2 separate regions of the Lactuca sativa genome follow, and region 2 is linked to region 1. A link is a contact called in public Hi-C data. All regions are on one chromosome and are shown on one strand. The core of a region is the stretch at or near the end of the contact, and the rest is flanking DNA. Distances in the headings are between cores, read along the strand shown. Region 1 holds the start of LOC111889440 (proteasome subunit alpha type-3). Region 2 holds the start of LOC111889385 (probable mediator of RNA polymerase II transcription subunit 26b).

Region 1 (4,821 bases), core at 897-3,396:
CATATTTCGGTTGATTACTAAAGAAAGCACGGTTAATTACTGCAGAATATGGTGAAGTAAAGAAAAGAAGATTGATTAGTAACTATCTGTAAGAAATCGATGCTAACAAAAAAAACACAAAAGAAAACAAAACAATCATAGTATAGTCGTATACGAACCTCGATGAAGAGAAAATTTTGAATAGAACTTGTAAGAACCTTATAACAGATGTTGGACCAGAGAACGTGGAAGCCCAAATCAAACACCAAAACAAATTGTTTTTGTTATACGCGTCGTCGATAAAAGGTGTGCATGTCACCGATGTATCGGTGAAGACAGCGTTCGAGCACGTAGTCAACGGTGACGTCGTAGGCGAGTGTTGATCGGAACAGAGATAAAAGAAATTGTATTTTTCTTACTAAAACACTTCAATCGATCTAGGGCTTAAATCAGTAGAAACCCCTTCGTGTATTAGACGGATCTTCTGGCCTTTGACCGGTGGTTTGTTGGAAATTGAAGACGTGATCGAATAGAGAAAGACCAAAGCAAAATTGACGAAGTAATCGTCGCTACATCTGCTGTTGGGAGTTCTATGAAGGAACCGACTCCATTTGCCACAAAATGGAATAAAAGAGTAATACATGAGGCGGTGGAGGAACGAAATTGGATGATAGGGGCGGTGCGGTGCATGGTCGGTGGTTTCAAGGAACGGAAAATATAGTGAATGTCAAAAATATAAGAGTAAGGAAAGTAAATAGACCGACCTGTCAATCTGGAATAAACCAAGGACGATATTTGTCAAAAAACCATCACATTCACTGTAGCTAAGGTAGGAAAAATTTAATATATATATAATAACAATTTTTTTTCTAGTTTTTGAAAAATACAATTTATCTTGAATGCCTTGTTCAAAGAAAAATTCTCTACGTATATCCAAAATATCTATTTGGAGTTGTTTAAATAAATACTTATTCTATAATGCTCCATTCAAGATTTGATCTTCAGATTCAAGAGTTATGTTTTTTGTTTTTTCCATTTTTTTGAAAGAAAATATCCCCACTTTATGTCTGAAATGTCTTTCTTGAAGTGCTTAATGCCATTATTTTTAATAAAATGTCTGATTTAAGTAAAATATGATTTTTTTTCTTGAAATTCCAAATTTATTCATTTGATTTCAAACTTATTCTCGAAATCCGAAATTTCAGTCTAGAATCCACAATGTTGGTTTGAAATTTCGGAATGTTAATCAAAAATGTATTTTTTGTCAGAAAAAATATTTTCTATTGATTTGAAATGGCTATTTCAAACCAAATGATTATTTTTTTTTTCTAAAAACAAAATTTTCTAATTATTTTTTTCCGAATACGCCTTAAATTGTGGTTAGATCCCTTAATATCCTTTTCATCGTTATCATTATCACTAGGGATGACAAAAAAGCCCGAACCCAAAGGGGAAACTCGAAACCCAATCATTTCAGGTTGGGGAACGGGTCGTTATTGGGTTTTATATCGGGTTCGGGGCAGGAAGTGGGTTATCCTCACCCGATCCGCCCCACCCCGATTATATATATATATATATATATATATATATATATATATATATATATAATATGTTAGAATCCTTTTGATGTTAATTGCACATATTCAAAGATAAAATACTTACTGTGGACAATCTTTTTAATTATTAACAATTTGGTATGAATGATCATTTTTTATGTTTTGACGTATTACACTAAATTTAAATCAAATAATTTTTAAAATAACATCCTATTTATTTTATTAAAGTGATTCATCATATTTTTAATTTAAAGGGATGCTAGAACATATATTTTTATAAGACAATGGGGTCCCCTAAAACGGAATACAATTTCGTTACAGTAAACCAGATAAGATACCTGAAAGTCGACGAAAAAACCTGAAACCCGATGAAACGCCCCGATAAGATACCCAAAAGATATCGGGACAGGTTTGAAAAACATTGTGCCACCCCGAACCCGTCCCGTCGCCGTTCCTAATTATCATTGATGGTATTTTAGGGAAATTTTGTTGAGAAATATGAGGGGGCGAAACTACAATTAACCACTTGTTGAGGGTCTACTTTGTCGCATCTTGCTCATTTCTTTTCTTGAGACGAAAGACAACCAGCCCGCTTATAACTTTGCCCTTTTTCTTCACTTATTCCGAAACCCCAATCAAACGAGAAGCCAGTAAACAAAATCAGTAGTATCAAATTCGCCCTAGAAGAAGATGAGTAGCATAGGAACAGGTTACGATCTATCGGTTACAACCTTCTCACCGGACGGTAGGGTTTTTCAGATCGAGTACGCTGCTAAAGCTGTCGATAACAGCGGCACCGTCGTCGGCATCAAATGCAAAGATGGCATTGTTATTGTAATTTTTCTTTGTTCATTGTGAACTTCGAAATTTGAAGGTATGGTTGTTACTGCTTATTGACCGCGGATGATTTTTGAAATACAGGGAGTAGAGAAGCTGATTGCGTCGAAGATGATGTTGCCTGGATCTAATCGTAGAATCCACTCCGTGCATCGTCATTCTGGGATGGTAAATGGAAATTTGTTTTTGTTGCTATATCTGAAGGGTGTACTTTGTTGTGATATGACTGATTATGCAATTTGAAGGCGTTGAATGCTCAGTCATGGTCAATTCCATCTTATTTATGATATTGAAATCCTTATAATAAGCAAGTAAAAGTATTGAGAAGTTATCCATCACTCTAGTCTTTTGTGAGTGCTTTATTATCTGCTGAATATATGCTTCCGTTGGTGTTACCCTGTACAGGGTGTAGCCGGATTAGCTGCAGACGGGAGACAGATTGTTGCAAGAGCCAAATCTGAAGCCCAAAACTATGAAAGGTTTTCTCACATTCCATTTTATTTACTTTTATGCCTTCCTTTTTATCACATCCTTAAGGTAGCAAGATGCCATTAGTTAGGTTTTTAATAAATATTGCATAATGTTATGAGTTTATAGGAATAGATATGTTCTTGAGCATTATTGGCCTTTTAAGCTCTTTGGTGCCTAAAGTGAGATCATGTATATATGGAGTTTGTATGAATAGAAGCATCCGTTCTTCTTGACAATGACAGTCATCTATTGCAGACAACAAATCTTTTTTAAGGAACATCTACAAGAAATCGTGTAATCATTTTCTGTTAGCTTGACCTATCTGAATATTTAAGGTTTTATTGTTCCAAATTATGGCCACTGTCTTCCCTAAAACTAAACTAAACAATCAGCAATGATCTCCAGCCTCTATATTAATAGCTACATGTCATAAACTATCTTCATAAGGGCAGTCATACATTACACTTTGAATTTATTCTTGTAATAATTCTAGCCTCTTAGAAGCAAATACACATTTATTTTTCAGATAAAAAACATCATGACTTACAATATCAAAGTTTTGTGCATTTTGCAGTACTTATGGCGAACCAATTCCAGTTAAAGAACTTGCTGAGCGTGTTGCTAGCTATGTGCATCTATGCACACTTTATTGGTGGCTCAGGTTTGTAGAACATAAATATTGTATCACTTCCAAATTTGAAAACACCTACATCTTTATCTTTATATTATTATATACTAAGAGCAGTATTTGTGCTACAGACCTTTTGGATCTGGGGTGATTCTTGGAGGTTATGACCGTGATGGCCCACAGTTATATATGGTTGAACCTTCCGGTGTTTCCTATGTAAGTTACCATTCTATTTTTAGAAATAGTGATGATGATGCCAAAACAATATATTAAAATAATGGTATTTTGTGACTACGCAATGATAGTAATCTTTTTAAAACAATGGTGTTTTGTGAAATAAAATACAAATGGTTTGCTACCCATTAACAACATTAACCCTAAATTCTAATGCTATTTCTTTTAGAGATATTTTGGAGCTGCAATTGGGAAGGGAAGGCAGGCTGCTAAAACGTAAGTGAACTCATGTTTATTGATCTTAAGTTCTCATTGCTTAAAACTTTGCATGTGTTTAACATGGTAAAACTCAATTTACCATGGGCTTGAGTTAAATTGCTAATCAAGTTGTGCAAACGGAGCAAATTTATTAACTATGGTTCATAATTGTGTTCTATTGCATGGTTAAATATGTGTGTAATTTTTTATATGCTAATATTGGGTGCAATTGTTTAACTACAGGGAGATTGAAAAGTTGAAGCTTTCTGAGATGACCTGTCGTCAAGGGGTTATTGAAGTAGCAAAAATGTGAGTCTTTTTTCTTAGTTATAAAACCTGTTTTGTTTTTTTCCCCTCATTTCTTTTTGACTTAATGGATTTATGCAGAATCTATGGAGTACATGATGAGGCAAAGGACAAGACCTTTGAATTGGAGATGAGTTGGGTCTGTGATGAATCAAACCGCCAGCACCAGAAGGTAACCAAACCAAACCAACTCTTTTTATTTTTTATTTTTATTATTAAATCAAATATGTGTGTGTGTGTGTGTGTTACGTTGCTATAATGATGAATGTCATGTGTAGGTACCCGAAGCACTTTTGGAGGAGGCAAAAGCAGCAGCTAAAGCAGCATTGGAAGAAATGGATGCTGATTAAGATCCCTTAATAATATATTACTCCCCCTTTGTGTTTGTGGTTGTCTTACTCTTGGATTTAAATTTGTTAGACACCTTGATCCAGCATATTTTAAGTTTGGTTGCTATTAATCATCAAAGATTGTAGTATTTCACAACACTTTAAAATTTTCATGACATTCTCTTTTGCCACCACCTCAGAAAACAAAATTTTCAAAAGAATTATTAAAATTGTTTTGATGACAAGAGACCCGTTAACAAAATTTATAGACTTCAAATATTAT
Region 2 (4,984 bases), core at 1,612-4,111, 200 kb after region 1:
GCTTTATGCTGATATTCTTTCAAAATTGCTTGTATTCTCAGGGGATTAGTAGACAAGTACTTTCAGGAGATTGGAGAAGTCGGAGCGTTAGAATCACGTCTTTCTATTTTACTTTGGATATGAACAAAACTATGTACTAAGACAATTTAAACCTTGTTCATATATGTATTCAATGTTTGGTTGTGTTTACTATGCTTGCTATGATACAATTATTGTGATACTACACATGACGTCCTCCGCCCCCGAACGTTTCCACCGTTCCGGTTTGGGGGTGTGACAAGGAAGGGCATGGATTTTCGTTCGGGGTCTGAGCAACAGCTTGCATTCGAGACACTAAGATAGAAGTTATGTGAGGCCCTGATATTGACCCTTCCTTAGGGTCTTGAGGACTTTGTTGTTTATTGTGATGCTTCCATCACTGGTCTTGGGGCAATTCTTATGCAATGAGGGAGGGTTATTGAGTATGCTTCTAGGCAGCTGAAGCCACATGAGGTTCGGTATCCGACACATGATTTGGAGTTGGGAGCGATGGTGTCTGCTCTCAAGATTTGGTGACATTATTTGTATGGGGTCTGGTGTACCATCTACACAGATCATAAGAGTTTGAGATATCTCACGGATCAACCGAATCTGAACATGAGACAATGTAGGTGGCTTGATGTAGTCAAGGATTATGACTACACAATTTTGTACCACCAGGGGGAGGGTTGTTAATCGGGTTTCGGGTTAAACATGTCGGGTTAGTCGGGTTTTCACAAAGAATAATTTAACCCGACACCCAATCCTATTAAGGAATGGGTTGGTCGAGTTCGGGTTAATCGGGTTTCAGGTTAATCGGGTTTCGGGTTAATAGGGTAGGGTTAGCCGGCTTAATACATTAAACACTTAATTTTAAACATAATATATATGGTTTTTTCAAGAGTGCAATTTGATATAAACCCAAACCATTTTTTTACTCTTTTCTTAACGTCAAGAATGCATACAAACTGAATTAAAAATAAAAAATCATAGACCTCATGGTTATTACAATATACGAGAAAACATGCATACCACAATAGCTAAAAGAGTTCTTTCATTATAAATATTAAATAGATAAACTTTCAGTCTCTAGTTAACGATCAACACCATGTAGTTTATTCATGTTTATAGTTAGTTTAAAATAGAAATAACTATCAAAATAAAATCTTTACTTTCTCGGTCACTCCAGTACTTTTGAGATGTAAAGGTTTTATATCTTTTTGGACTTCAACTTCACAAACAGGAGTTACTTGACCATCGTATGCTTCTAGAGTCATAAAAACTTACATTTTCAAAGGGTTTTAGTCTTTTTATACTGTTTAAGTAGAGAGCAGTGAAATATATAAAAGTTGTGAATTCTTATCCGGGCTGACCCGAAACCCGATTTTTTTTTTCTTGTTTTTTTTTGTTGTAAAATTCAACCCTAAACTCGACCCCAACTACAAATCGAGTTTGTCGGGTTAACCCGAATAACTTGATTTGGAATTCTAACCCTACTGAACCCGACTCTAATTACCTTCTTCGGGTAAGGGTCGGGTTGAATTAATTTATGACTTTAGCCGATATTCAACCGATCTCTTCATGTTATTTTGACGCTAATAGCGTTATTAATAATAAAAAATTTAAAAAATATATATCAAGAAGGGCAAAATAGTATTTTTAAGATAAGCAGGGACTAACGACGCAACAAAACAAAACAATAAAGATTGTCAAGTTAAAAAGAGTTGTTAGAGACCAAACATATAGATTACTCCAAACTATAGAGACCATTCGTGTAATTTACCCTAAAATATTTAATAATGATATGAGTAATTTAATTAATTAATTATTTTTTTTTTCTAAAAATTGTCAATAATCATAAAGTATCAAAGTTAAAAATATTTTGTTTGAAAAAATAATAATAAGTAGATGATGTGACAAAACAGAAAAGAAGATCAACAAATGAAAGGCTTAAATAACCTCCAAATACTTTAGTGTTAAATATCTTAACCAATTTGACTTAAAGATAACGGTGTTCACATTAGAAATGTTCGATCGAATATACCATTTTTACAAAATATATTAATCTAAAAAAACATTGAAAAACAACATCATGATTTTTTGCCAACTAAATGAAAAATGTATAAAATAATTTTAATATTAAGAATGTCGACTATTAAAAAAGTAATGTCACAAATTGATGAAACTTTTTACAGAAAAATATAACTTTTTATATGTTATTTTCTAAAAGAAGCTATTAGATGATATGAATGATGAATATGTCATTTTCGTGAATAAGTTAAAATAGTATAATAGTATCCGAAATCATTTTTTTTGGTATAAAGTAGCGGCGAACATTTAGATCGAATCGGATTAGACCGGGTCTTAGATCGAACCGGTTTGGAAAAAATTGGTGGACCATGGATCGGACCTATTGAGTATTTAGACCAAACTAGACCGATTTTTGGACCGAACCGTTTTTGTAGAAATTAATGGATCTTGAACTGAAACGGTTCAGACTGGTTCAGAGCCTGTCTAGATGTCCAAATGCTCAGCCTAATAAAGTAACTACATTATAATACGAAGAGTAATTTAATTGCTTCTTATTTTTTATGCCTACAAATGTCCTACCCAATGAGATTATGAAAAATATCATCATTTTAAAAATTTTTAACTAACTTATTAAGTTTATATTATGAATATATTAAATTAAATGATGAGTTGTCATAATTTTAATGGATATGAATAATTATAAAAATAAAAAATAGGAGATATCTAATACTAAATATAATATTATTTATTGACGCTCAAATAAAAATAAAAGAAATATAAAAACCGTGGGTTTTGTAGTTTATCGACTCTGCCGAATAGTCTGAGATAGACACGAAGCAAAAAGGGGAAGTCTTTAAGTGGTGAAAAGTGAAATCTGAGAGGGGATTCTCCTTTTCACACACTGCGTTGCGTACACCTGCTTCATATTCCCTCCACTTGAGCTCGGTGAATCAAAGAATTCCCTCCTCTAGAACCAGAATATCTATGTTAATATTCTTAATCGCAACTATTTCGATTTTGATCGTCGATTTCGGATTCTATAATCCATCTTTCATTGATTATTTTTTAAACCCTATTTGGGTTTCTCATAAAGTTCTCTTTTCCCAACAAGAACGACAGAAATTAGCACCCAATTTGATATATTAGGAGTTATTCTATTCAGTTTCTGTTTTCTTTTGTTAATCTAACTGTAGAGATCTTTCCATCGTGCACATATCTTGTAAGGTTTTGTTGGATTTCTTTCATTTATTTGCACAAATTCTCCCAAATTTGCTGATAAATTAAGGTTTTATGTTTATGGGCGTCAACGAGATCGGTTAGTCGATTTTTGGTTTCTGGGTTTTAATCTTTAATATTGTATAGTTATCTGATCTGGGTGGGTTTCGTTTTGAGTTTGGTGGGGACGTTTGTTGCTATGTCGGTCCCAAAATCTGCTGCACGGATGGATTACTGGAGGGAGTATTTTGGTAGCGCTAATGCGAATATATTCGATATCATTGAAGGAGCGATCATGATGGCTGCTTCTGATTATCCAAACGAGTTTAGGATTAGGAGAGATTCGATTGCTCAGACTTTGTTCTCCTGTAGATTAATCAAATGCTCTGGTTGTGATAAAGAGGAATTAGCCTTGCCTGTAGATGATAATGCTGATGACGATGACGATGACGATGATGCTGGTGATGATGACGGAGATGAAGGGGTTAAGTATAAGAGTAAATTAACAGATGTTGATGGGAACTGGAGTAAAGAGAGCAGCAAGGTGATAAATAGTTCTAGAAACGATGATGATGATGATGAAGAAGAGGAAGAAGAAGAAGATGATGATGATGATCATCATCGTCGTGATGTAGAGGTTAATGAAATGAACCATCATGTTAGCAATTACAGCTATGGAGATGCAGAAGCTCTTACCGATGAAATTGAAGAAGAATCCCAGATGTTTGATGAGGTTATGAGGATTAAAGAGATTGTTGACAACAGCCCAGATGAGGTTTTTTTCTTTATTACTTCACTAATTAAATGGAATTCAGTTCAATTACTTGTTAGTTTGAATAACTTAATGACTAACTTATTGTTTCTGATTTAATTCTGGTTGAAGAATGTTTGATCTTATTTCTTGTGCTTCTCAGTCTACATTCGACATATGTAATTCGTTAAGGAAGCTTCAATTGATGAATTTATCAGTAGAAACACTCAAGGTTTGGATATAATCTTTTACAGAATTATCCACCAATTCAACCCTTGAATTATCCTTCTCTTATGTTTGTTCAAATTATATTTCAGGCAACTGAGATTGGAAAATCCGTTAATGTTCTTCGAAAGCATGCATCAAAGGATGTTCGCCAAATTGCAAAAGTGCTAATTGAGTACGAAAATTTTTCCTATTGACTTTATATGCAATTATGCATTTAACAATGCATAAGTTAGTAGACTTAATAAAAAAGAAACTAGCTCTTACACTTGGTTTTCAAAAATTTACGCATCTTTCATAATTAATTAGACTTATCATGAACTTGCGGGAGCTACACGTTATTTAGGTTGTGTTTTACTATAGAAAGAGATCGTATAATTGTTTTGATCACATTAATTTGGAATAAAATAACTCCGCAAGTTCAATTATGGCAAATTATGCTCGTGTGGTTAGCTAACTTTTAGCTCCTAAAAACTCGCACGCAACCATGGATATATCAATTTTAATTTTGTCGCTTCTGCAAAAAGGTTATTCTTCCAGTGACCCCTGAGCTGATATTGTTGTGTATTCAGGGTGTGGAAGCGGATGGTAGATGAATGGGTGAAGGCTACGACTAAAGTGACCGGTAATTCGTCAATTTTTAGTGAAAAATATTATATTATTTGTCTTAAATTTTTTTCCATTTTTTTAAAGAAATTACGATGCTTTGAACTTGCAGTTTCTGAAGCTACCCCGGAGTCGATG

Evidence for each region. A called contact is a pair of places that touch in the nucleus more often than the background predicts.
Region 2: a Hi-C map of leaf shows a contact between it and region 1, with 5 times the contacts expected there. The contact joins the promoter of LOC111889385 here to the promoter of LOC111889440 in region 1. A contact is called at or near these places in 3 of 4 Hi-C or Micro-C datasets (leaf and seed).

What each region holds. Positions count from the first base shown.
Region 1 is chr5:320,909,720-320,914,540 of Lsat_Salinas_v11, forward strand. It overlaps LOC111889440 (proteasome subunit alpha type-3), which reads left to right and starts at 2,147. Exons shown (of 9, transcript XM_023885585.3): 1 at 2,147-2,369; 2 at 2,457-2,540; 3 at 2,778-2,851; 4 at 3,418-3,504; 5 at 3,603-3,687; 6 at 3,875-3,921; 7 at 4,147-4,212; 8 at 4,291-4,381; 9 at 4,488-4,697. The coding sequence starts at 2,226. The coding sequence ends at 4,559. LOC122194517 (a long non-coding RNA gene) reads right to left here and starts at 719. Exons shown (of 8, transcript XR_008223439.1): 1 at 159-719.
Region 2 is chr5:321,104,034-321,109,017 of Lsat_Salinas_v11, forward strand. LOC111889385 (probable mediator of RNA polymerase II transcription subunit 26b) reads left to right here and starts at 2,862. Exons shown (of 9, transcript XM_023885527.3): 1 at 2,862-4,039; 2 at 4,179-4,247; 3 at 4,333-4,415; 4 at 4,813-4,865; 5 at 4,959-4,984. The coding sequence starts at 3,464.